Regions from separate parts of the Nomascus leucogenys genome. Here region 1 is linked to region 2. Evidence: chromatin contacts called from public Hi-C data. All regions are on one chromosome and are shown on one strand. The core of a region is the stretch at or near the end of the contact, and the rest is flanking DNA. Distances in the headings are between cores, read along the strand shown. Region 1 holds the start of CTDSP1 (carboxy-terminal domain RNA polymerase II polypeptide A small phosphatase 1). Region 2 holds the start of PNKD (probable hydrolase PNKD).

Region 1 (5,184 bases), core at 1,246-3,745, 130 kb after region 2:
AATCCTTCGGGGAGAGTGGGTGGGGGGAAGCTGTGTGGGCGGGGAGCCCCCTCTGCCTTAGGGAGCAGCTGGGCACCCCTTCGCCCCATTCAGGGGCTGCACTTTATAGACGTTCCCTAGGCTGTTTCTAGGCTCCCCCAAGTCACTCCTCCAGCCTTCTCGGGTCCCTCAGACCCCAGCCCAAGATCTGCGGAGGGCCGCAGCGAGGAGAGGCCAACAGGCCTTTCCCCAGAGTTGAACCTGGGCCGGGTGTTGCACCTGGAAGAACCCCCGATTTCCTGGGGACCTAGCAGGGCAGGCGGCCTGGCTCCGCGCTCAGGTCCGGACGCTTGTTTATGAGAAGAATTTCCTTTTTCTTAAAAGGGCAACGATGCGAGTGGGTCCCTCAAGTAGAGAAGGGATGGGACCGGTCTGGTGCGACCTGGGCAAGGGCTGCAGAGGGTACCTGGGCAAGAGGGCCGCCCGCCTCCTCTGGGTTTGGCACTGGAGATGGGTCCATGCCAGCTGAAGGAGGAGATGGATGGGGGACGTGTAGCAAAGAAAGGCATCTCCCAGATCCTTTAGCCTCCTGGAAGTGCCCCAGTTGTACCCCCTACACACCCCTCTTGGCATTGAGTGCCAGTCCTGTACCAGGCCCTGTGTTACAAGTTGGGGACGGAGGCAAAGTCCCGAATTAAAGATGTCAGTTCTCAAGGACCCCACACTCCAGTTGCGGGAGACAGCTGTGCAAACAAGTCACTGTGGCAGGATGCGGTGAAGGGCGCTGCCCGTGAGGCGGGCCAGGGAAGGGGACTGAATCTTGCTGAAGGGGGGTCGGGGGTAGGGGGGAGTGCTGACAGGACAGTCCAGGAGGAATGAGAGTGCCAGGAGCATGGGGGCACGTGTGTGCACATCTGCCAAGACCTGAAGCCTTCTGGGGACGTCTTAGATCTTGTGGGGCAGGACTGGGGGAACGGCAGAGTAATGGGCAGGCTGGTCAAGAAGACACGGAGGGCCAGCTAAGGGGCTGCCCAGGGCCTGGGCAAAGGGCTAGTGATGAGGTCGCGCCAAAGTCAGTCATTTGCAGACTGGAAGGCGTCTAGTTAGAGCTGCCCCCATTCCCCTCATGGTAGCTCTGGTTCTTCCAGCCCGGGCTCAAATCGACCCTCCAGGAAGAGGGGTGCAGAGTTGCTCTTCTGGAAGTTCCCTTTAGGCCTCTCAGGGAGGGCGTGGTCGCACTCGGCACTCACCAGGAGCCTGCTGAACGCACCCTGACTTTCTGCACGGCTCCCTCCATCCCCCTGGGTTGGGCTTTTACCAGCCCTGTTTGGCAGATGGGGAAGCTGAGGGACTGGGTTGGAAGAGACGCTTCCAAATCCACAGGTGCCAGACAGCACCTTGCTGAATCCCGTTCCTGCCCCTCCCCGTTTCTGACTTGTGACCCCCATGATTTTATTTTTCCTGGGGTGCGAATGATAAAAGACAAAAAACAGAGTGCATAAAGTGACCTCCACCTGCAGCTGGGTGTAGAAAACCCCCACAGTGAGGACACTCGAAGGACCCCCCCTTCCCCCACGCAATCCTGGCCTCTCGACTCACTCAGTAACTAACTACCCGCCCCAAGGCGTGGGGAGAGAAGTCCAGGGCTCCAGGCAGAAGGCGCGGCTACCTCAGCCGCCTTGGGAGCCTGGGAGGAGGAGTTAGGTCTCCCTGAGAAAAGAACTGCACGGGCAACGGCTTGAAGTGGCGATAGGATGGGGTGGAGGAGGTGGGGGATTCCTGAGGAATCCTGTGACCTCAGCGTGGCGCGTCTGGGAATGGTGGGTGTGGGGACAGTGGCCAAGTTCCAGCCCCCTTCACAGAGGGAGAGGAAGGGGCGCCACCCAACCCAGGCCAAGGGCGAGGCCACGACTCCACTCAGTCCTCGCCACAGGCTTCCTTTTGGGGTCATGAGGGCCCCGCATCCGGAGATAAAGCCGAGGCCCCACCCAGGAGGCCGGACCGCAGGGGAGACAGATGTCCCGCTCCCGGGCTGGAATCCCGCCTTTGCCCTCGCCGGGAGACCCGGGGCACGTCGCTTCCTTTCTTGAAACTCAGTTTCCTCATCTGTGAAATGGGATAACAAGGAGGCCGTTCTAAGGGGTAAACGAGATTAGGGGGCGCAGCCAGAGCAGGCCTCAGAGAGCGCCAGCAGCGCGTGGCGATCACGGTGATGAAGCGCAATGGTGGCCGCCCCGTGGGCTACCCAGGAGCAGGAGGAGGGCCGAGGGATCCAGCCCGGGGGCCGGGGTATCAGTCCCGACAGTGCCCTCCCGCCCCTACTCCCAGCCTCAGGGCACGAAGCCGCCGCGCCTTCTTGGCAGGCGCCGCTCCCCTTCCTTCCCCTCCCGCCCCCCGTGCGGGGCCTCCCCTCCCCGGCTCCACCTCGGCAGGGCCTGGCGGACGTGCGCCGCGTCGCACCCGGCGGCCGGACGGGACAGGACGCGCCCGCCCCGCCCCGCCACCGAGGCCCGCGGGAGAGGGGGAGGGGAGGAAGTGCCGAGGCATGTTTGTCGGGCTTGGCGTTATTAATTTTTAAATGGTGAACTTACAAAATAGTAACGACGAGTAAAAAGAACTTCATAAACGAGGAAAAAGACCAACCCGCAGACCCACGGCGCGCACCACGGAGGGGCTTCCAGCGAGAAGACGGGGACCTCCGTTCCCAAGTGCCCAGCACTGCGCCACAGGCCGGGTGGAACGGGCCTTGAGGGCCTCTGGTTTGAGGTCCCCACGGTCGGGCTTTGGGCCCACCGCGTGCGGCGCCGTGCTGGGCTCCTAGGATCGGCAGCGAGTCCAGTGACCCCCACCACACCCCCAGTAATCACAGGGCGGCCGGCGACCGCGGGCAAGGGAGGGGGTCAGGGAAGGCCCCTGGAGAAGGTGGCATTTCCTCGAGGTCGGTGGAATTTGGCTACGCGAAGGGAACAGCGCGTACGAAAACTTCTTCAGGCGGGAACGCGCGGTGGCCCGTGCGCGGCGAGTGGACGTGCGGGGCCCCGGGTGGGGCCGTGGGGAGAGGTCGGCAGGGGGCTTTCCCAGGGCAGGGAGTTGGAATTTCACGCCCTACAGACCGGGGGCACCTCGCCCTGGGGCTGCGGGGGGCGGCGACCGTCCCATTCAAAAGCGTGATTCTGAGGTTTGCAAGCTGTTTCGGGCCAGCAAGGCCTTCGCTGGCTCATGACGTTCTTGCGAGGTGATCTCTGCGACCACCAGACAGGAGAGAAGACTCATTTTACAGATAAGATAGCGCTATCTCCAAGTTCTCAACGAAGAAACCAAGAAGCCTCTAGTCCCGGGTCCTCAGAAAACGCAGAGGTGGAGCCGCGCCGCACTCGGGCACTCCCCGGCGTGGGCGCTCCGGGCGGGCGGGCCTTGGCCCAGGGCGCTCGGCGGCCTGGAACGGTGAGCCGGGTGCTGGGCCTGCCACGCAGCCGCAGAGGCTCAGCCCCGCCGGCGGGCGGCAGGAAGGGAGGCGACGCCCCCTGGAGCGCGGCAGGAACCCGGCCCGGCCCGCCTCCCAGTCCGCCTAGCCGCGCGGGTCCCAGAAGTGGCGAAAGCCGCAGCCGCGTCCAGGTCACGCCGAAGCCGTTGCCCTTTTAAGGGGGAGCCTTGAAACCGCGCCTGGGTTCCATGTTTGCATCCGCCTCGCGGGGAGGAAACTCCATGTTGTAACAAAGTTTCCTCCGCGCCCCCTCCCTCCCCCTCCCCCCTAGAACCTGGCTCCCCTCCCCTCCGAAGCTTGCGGGGATCCCTCCCTCCCACCCCTCCCCTCCCCCCCGCGCCCCGATTCCGGCCCCAGCCGGGGGGGAGGCCGGGCGCCCGGGCCAGAGTCCGGCCGGAGCGGAGCGCGCCCGGCCCCATGGACAGCTCGGCCGTCATTACTCAGATCAGCAAGGAGGAGGCTCGGGGCCCGCTGCGGGGCAAAGGTACCGGGGCTGCGGGGAGGGGGCCGAAGCCGGGGCGTTGTGGGAGAAGAGAAGGGGCCGGGATCTTCCCCAGGGGAGCCGCCGCCGCTGCCCCGGGCGGCCGCCTCAGCCGTGCCCGAAGCTCCCAGCCTGAAAGGGAGCAGGGAGAGAGTTTGAACTCAAAGGAGGCTCAGAGACGCGGGGCGGGGCCTGGCGCCTTTGAGGCGCTCCTGTTCGCTCGAGGTGAGGAAACTGAGGCAGGAATAGAGAGGGAACTCCTTCGGGGGTTTCCTGGCTGGCATTGCGTGGTGCATGGGCGCCCCCCCCCATTGGCGCCAATGGGGCTGGGAGATGGGGGAGCTGAGGAGGGCGCCTATGGGCCACCCGCTGAGACTCCGCCCCCCCCACCCCCCACCCCCCACCCCCGGGCTGCGGTCCGGTAGGGTCTTGGGAGGGGGCGCCGAGGTGACAGCGGGCTGGGGAGGCTTGGAGGGATCTCCCGCCAACACACAGCCACGTTCCCACAAACTTCGCGTCACGCGTGGAGGCGCCGACCCCCTCGGAGACACAGAGAGGACGGCCAGCACTTCCAAGAGTCGCCTGGCGCCCGCGGGGAGAGTCGTGCGCCTAGTGGGCACACACCACCCCGTAAAGCCTCGCCGCCCCGACGAGGCTCCGTCCCCCAGCGTGGCTGGGCCGGGGTGGGGGTCTATCTGCTCCTGCTTTTCCCCGCGTGGACCTCAGGACCTGGACGCTGCCCCCAGGTCTGCGCACCCTCGCCTAGGCCTGGCTGCCCGGAGCTGAGGGCAAGGTGGAAAGGCTAGTTGCAGGAGGCCGGGGGTGGGGGGGGTGGGGGGGTGGGAGGGGTATCTGTCAATCAGGCCGCCGCTGCTGGGTTCCAGATCCGAGGTCTGGGCGGGGCGGGGCAAACAGATGGCCACTGGACACTGGCCCCAGGCCGCAGGACTGCACCCCTGCCTCTGAGCCCAGCCGCAGTGAGGACTTCGTACCCACGGGGTTGGAGAGGATGGAGGGAGGGCAGGGGTGGACTGCTCTGGGTCCCAGGCCCTGGCTGTCCTGAGCAGGGGTGCTCGGGTAAGGTGGGGTCAGGAGGCACCGCAATGGGGCTGATCAGCAGCAGTCATGGAGGCTGTGAGAGGCAGGGAGAGAGCACCCTAGGATCCCCTTCTCCAGGCCATGCACTCCCTACGTGGGCGCCTTAATACCTGCTAGACTTACTTGTCGGGGAGCTGCAGGA
Region 2 (4,702 bases), core at 259-2,758:
TTTTTGTATTTTTAGTAGAGACGGGGTTTCACCATATTGGTCAGGCTGGTCTGGAACTCCTGACCTCAAGTGATCCACCTGCCTCAGCCTCCTAAAGTGCTGGGATTTCAGGAGTGAGCCACCGCGCCCGGCCAAAGATAACTTTTTAAAAGAAAACTAAGAGGTTAATCAAGGTTAACTGGCAAAGTAGAGGGAGGACTTGAAGCCTGGTGTCTCGACTGATGCCAGAAGCCAAGCAATCATCCATTCTGCCACACTTTCCCACCTGTGGGCTCCTCCAGCGCAAGGCCAGCATCTTGCCCATCTCTGTGTCCCCCATAACGTTCTGTCCATGGCTGATGTTTAATGCTTACACGCCCACCTAAACTGATTTGAGGTGGATCGCCTCAAAGACCTACCTGAGTGCAATGCAAAGGTGACCTCGCTATCGTCGGGGCCCTCCATGCTGCCGACCACCCCTTCCTGGGGTTCTAGAACCCAGCCCTCTTCGTTGCCCTCTTCCTCCTCTTCTTCCTCAAAGTCCACATCTTCCATCTCCTGGGCCAGGTCATCTGCTTTGGGGAGAGGGTTAGAAGATGGGGCTCGGGAGGCGGTAAGAGGTACGGAGAGAAGCATGAGGAGGCCTGAGGCTGGGGCGGGTCATGTGGCGAGAGGGGAAGGTGGAGTCAGACACACGGGGGTCCGGGGGGGCGCGCGGGACACAGGACGGGAGGCCACGGCTGGCCAGCGACCGTGCGGTAAGGGAGGGCCAAGGGGATGATGGGAAGGGGGTGTGTGAGGGGAAGGGCCAGAGGAGGCGTCAGGGAACCCCCCACCCCAGCCAGGCCTGAGAACTAAGTGTGAGGGTGGGAGTGGGGGAGGAGGGGAAGAAAGATATCGGTAGGAATGACCGGTCGGGTGTGGAGGGGAGCAGGGAAAAGCAAGGGTCAGAGGCCAGGGGTGAGCGTCTCCTGTCCCATGGCCTGAGGAGCGGCAGTTCTCACCTGGGTCCGGCGGACCGGGATCAAGTTCTACCACCTCGATAATCTCTTCATCACCATGGAAGCTTAGGGTCTCCAGTGGGGGGGTGTCAGCAGCAGCCCCGCTTTCCGATTCGGACTCCATGCGGCGCAAGCGGCGGATCCACTTCTGTGGGCCCAAACGCCTCCCAGAGTCAGCTCTGCGCGACGACGCGGAACTCGAGCCCCTCCTCCCGGGAGGAAGTAGGCGTAGGCGACTCCCCAGCAGGAAGAGCGACGGCCGTTCGGCCAATAGCTACGAAGGTTGGCTGACCGCCCCACCAATCACAGAGCGGCATTGGAAGACGGGGCCGGGGCGTGGCGGAGAGAACCCAAACTCCGCCCCACCTGACTCCGCCCCCAACTGGAGGGAAACAAGCGAGCGTGCGCGCCTCCGGGGTCTCCTGGGAAGAGTAGTTCTCCTGGGTCCGCTCTGCGGGCTTCTGGGAGATGTAGTTTCTGGCCTGTAGGCAGGACGGAAGGCGCGGGGGAGGCCCCTTACGGAAACTACAATTCCCGGCGGGGAGCGCGGTGAAGGGGGGTGGGATCTGAACATGGCGGCGGTGGTAGCTGCTACGGCGCTGAAGGGCCGGGGGGCGAGAAATGCCCGCGTCCTCAGGGGTAAGGAGAGGGACCCCCGGGGAGGGCAGGACTGCAGAAGATCCCTTTTCTTTCACATCCAGCCCGACGATAGCAGGAGGTCAGGGCTCTTGGTTCCTGCCCACACTTTTCTGCAAGATCTTAGAGTCTGGGGGTGCAGAGATGCTCTTTAGAGGTCACCCAGTGCATCCCCCCCGCCTTCGGGTTGCTCGACACCTCCGGAGTCTTACTGCAAGAGGGAGCTCCTAGGAAGCCCGTTAGACTCCCGCGCTCCAGGTGTTTCACACTCACCGCAGTGCAGAGGAAAGAGCCCCGGGCTTCTGGAGGCTTGGGTTCCAGCCCTGGATAATTAGCAGTTTGACCTTGGGCAAAGCAGTTTTTCTCTCAGGGCTTCAGCTTCCTCTTCCATACAGTGCAAGGGATGGAGTAGACTATCTTTAAGGTCCCTTCCAGTGCTAACATTTGCAGTTTCAAAACCTTTTCCCGGATTTCCTTCATACGTCTCATGTGAGTCCCACTGCAGTCCTTCCCATGCTGTCGTCTGAGGAAGAACAGCGAAGCTTTTCGTCCTAGCACCAGGGTGATGAGCCCGCAGTGACGTGGAAGTGGCTTCCAAAGGTGCCACCTCGGTGGCGATTTTCCAGTCTCCCTTTGGATTCTCCCCAGCACTTGTTGCTTCAGACTGGTCACTCCCCTTCCCCAGATCTCAGCCGCTCCTCCCAAGCCCTTACTGCCCCCCACCTCCCCGCTTGCTTTCTTCTCATCTCTTCTTACTGACCTTCCTTACCTCCATCCACAGGGATTCTCGCAGGAGCCACAGCTAACAAGGCTTCTCATAACAGGATCCGGGCCCTGCAAAGCCACAGCTCCCCAGAGGGCAAGGAGGAACCTGAACCCCTATCCCCGGAGCTGGAATACATTCCCAGAAAGAGGGGCAAGAACCCCATGAAAGCTGTGGGACTGGCCTGGTGAGTTTTAACCACCCTTTTGCCCACCAACGGGGCGTGGCTTGTATGGGAGGGCAGGACTCAGAAACTTCTCTAAGTTTCAGGTGGCGAGCTGAATCCAAAGTTGTGGGAACGGAATTGTTGGGTTCGATTGGAATCTCAGAGGGGTGGGGCAGCGGAGGTGGGGAAGTATGTGGAATTGAGAAGACAGTGGGTTTACTGTGGAGTAAGCTGAGTTGATCTGATTCAGACTTGGGTCCCTGGCCTCATCCTCCCTTTTGGGAGCTTGGAGTGAGACCCAAGTTTAAGTAAGTAGTTCGTTGAGATCATGTGAGCTTGTACTAGTTGTATAGTAGTACTCAGAAGGCATTATGAACATTGTGATTGGGCTCTGACTCTGACCTTAATGCATATTATTGACCAATATCAAAGGGAAAAGAGGAAGAAATCCACATTTTTTTCTGCATGTGAGGTGTGCCAGTACTTTGCCATGTAATGTTTTAGTGTTTGAGATAAATATTACATCCCCATTTCACAGAGGAAGGAACTGAGACTGAGCTAGGATTCTCACCTAGTCTGTGACTTCATGCTCTTTCCCCCACACCAAAGTGCCTCCCAAGCAGTGGTTACTTAGCTTAAGAGGGGAAAATTGGGAGGGTACCTTGGCCAAGTCTCAGAGAGGGAAAGCATCAGGGCTGCCTGGAAAATCCTGCACAGGTGCTATTTCAGGAATGCAGTGCTCGTGCTGAGGATCCGGCTCTAGGGGGGAGGAGGAAAGAGGTAGGCAGAGACCCAGCCACACTGGGCCTTTTGTGCCATGCCTAGGAGTTTGGACTTGGCCAGGAAGTGATGGAGCACTATTACGGGGTTTTAAGCAGGGAAGTAACAGGATCTGATTTGTGTGGGTCCCTCCAGCAGCCAGCACAGAGGACGAATAGACTATAAGAGGTATTGCAGCATTCATGCAATTGATGAAGCTAGAATGACTCCCCCCAGCTCCTCTGGCTCAGGCTTGGCCCCTCCCCAAACCCCGTGCACATCTCCCCACCCGTAGGGCCATCGGCTTCCCTTGTGGTATCCTCCTCTTCATCCTCACCAAGCGGGAAGTGGACAAGGACCGTGTGAAGCAGATGAAGGCTCGGCAGAACATGCGGTTGTCCAACACGGGCGAGTATGAGAGCCAGAGGTTCAGGGCTTCCTCCCAGCGTGCCCCGTCCCCTGATGTTGGGTCTGGGGTGCAGACCTGAGGAGCGCTGTGACCCTCCTAGGCTATTGACTGTGAAGTCCTCAGGTTTGGCCCGGATTCCAGTTCGTGCCTCTGAGGTCCACCAGAGGGCGCATGAAGCCCAGGCTGTTGCCAAACCGTACCCCGCCCCACACCAAGGAGCCAAGCCAAAGGCAAATAAAGTTATTGAGTGTTTAGTAGAAAGGAACCAGGTCTGGGTTTGTGAGTCCCTTGGGATGGGAGGGGCAGAGGGTGGGGCTGGTTACTCTTGTGTGCTGCCTCTCACAGAGCTCAGTGTTCCCAGCTGGATGGTGGGGCAAACCTAGAGACTTAAGTGCAACCAGCCTAGGCCCCGGGCCCTCGGGACCAAGCCCTCAGAGCTGCCGGCCAGGAGGGTGGGGTCCCGCTCAGCCTTGAAACAAAGAGAATCAAAGAAGGTATTCAGGGTATAGAGGCAAAAAAAAAAGCACTGCTCTTTACTGAGTCCAAATGACTCGACTCTGGGCCTCAGTTTCCTCATTTTTTTGGTTTTTTGTTTTGAGACGGAGTCTCGCTCTGTTACCCAGGCTGGAGTGCAGTGGCGTGATCGTCAGCTCACTGCAACCTCCACCTCCTGGGCTCAAGTGATCCTCCTACCTCAGCCTCCTGAGTAGCTGGGACCACAGGTGAGTGCCACCATGCCCAGTTACTTTTTGTGGTTTTTTTTTTTGGGGGGATGTATTTATTTATTTATTTATTTTGAGACAGAGTTTCACTCTTGTTGCCCAGGCTGGAGTACAATGGCATGATCTCAGCTCACTGCAACCTCCACCTTCTGGGTTCAAGCAATTCTCCTGCCTCAGCCTCCAGAGTAGCTGGGATTACAGGCACTCACACTCCCAGTTAATTTTTTTTTTTTTTGTACTTTTAGTAGAGATGGGGTTTCACCATGT

Evidence for each region. Hi-C and Micro-C count contacts between places; a contact is called where the count stands out from the background.
Region 1: a contact with region 2 is called in a Hi-C map of a lymphoblastoid cell line, with 3 times the contacts expected there. The contact joins the promoter of CTDSP1 here to the promoter of PNKD in region 2. A contact is called at or near these places in 2 of 4 Hi-C or Micro-C datasets (a lymphoblastoid cell line and an unstated tissue).

What each region holds. Positions count from the first base shown.
Region 1 is chr22a:119,078,351-119,083,534 of Asia_NLE_v1, forward strand. It overlaps CTDSP1 (carboxy-terminal domain RNA polymerase II polypeptide A small phosphatase 1), which reads left to right and starts at 2,496. Exons shown (of 7, transcript XM_030802490.1): 1 at 2,496-3,947. The coding sequence starts at 3,881.
Region 2 is chr22a:118,950,992-118,955,693 of Asia_NLE_v1, forward strand. PNKD (probable hydrolase PNKD) reads left to right here and starts at 1,509. Exons shown (of 10, transcript XM_030803032.1): 1 at 1,509-1,619; 2 at 2,398-2,566. The coding sequence starts at 1,553. AAMP (angio-associated migratory cell protein) reads right to left here and starts at 1,275. Exons shown (of 11, transcript XM_003272351.4): 1 at 984-1,275; 2 at 399-551. The coding sequence starts at 1,104.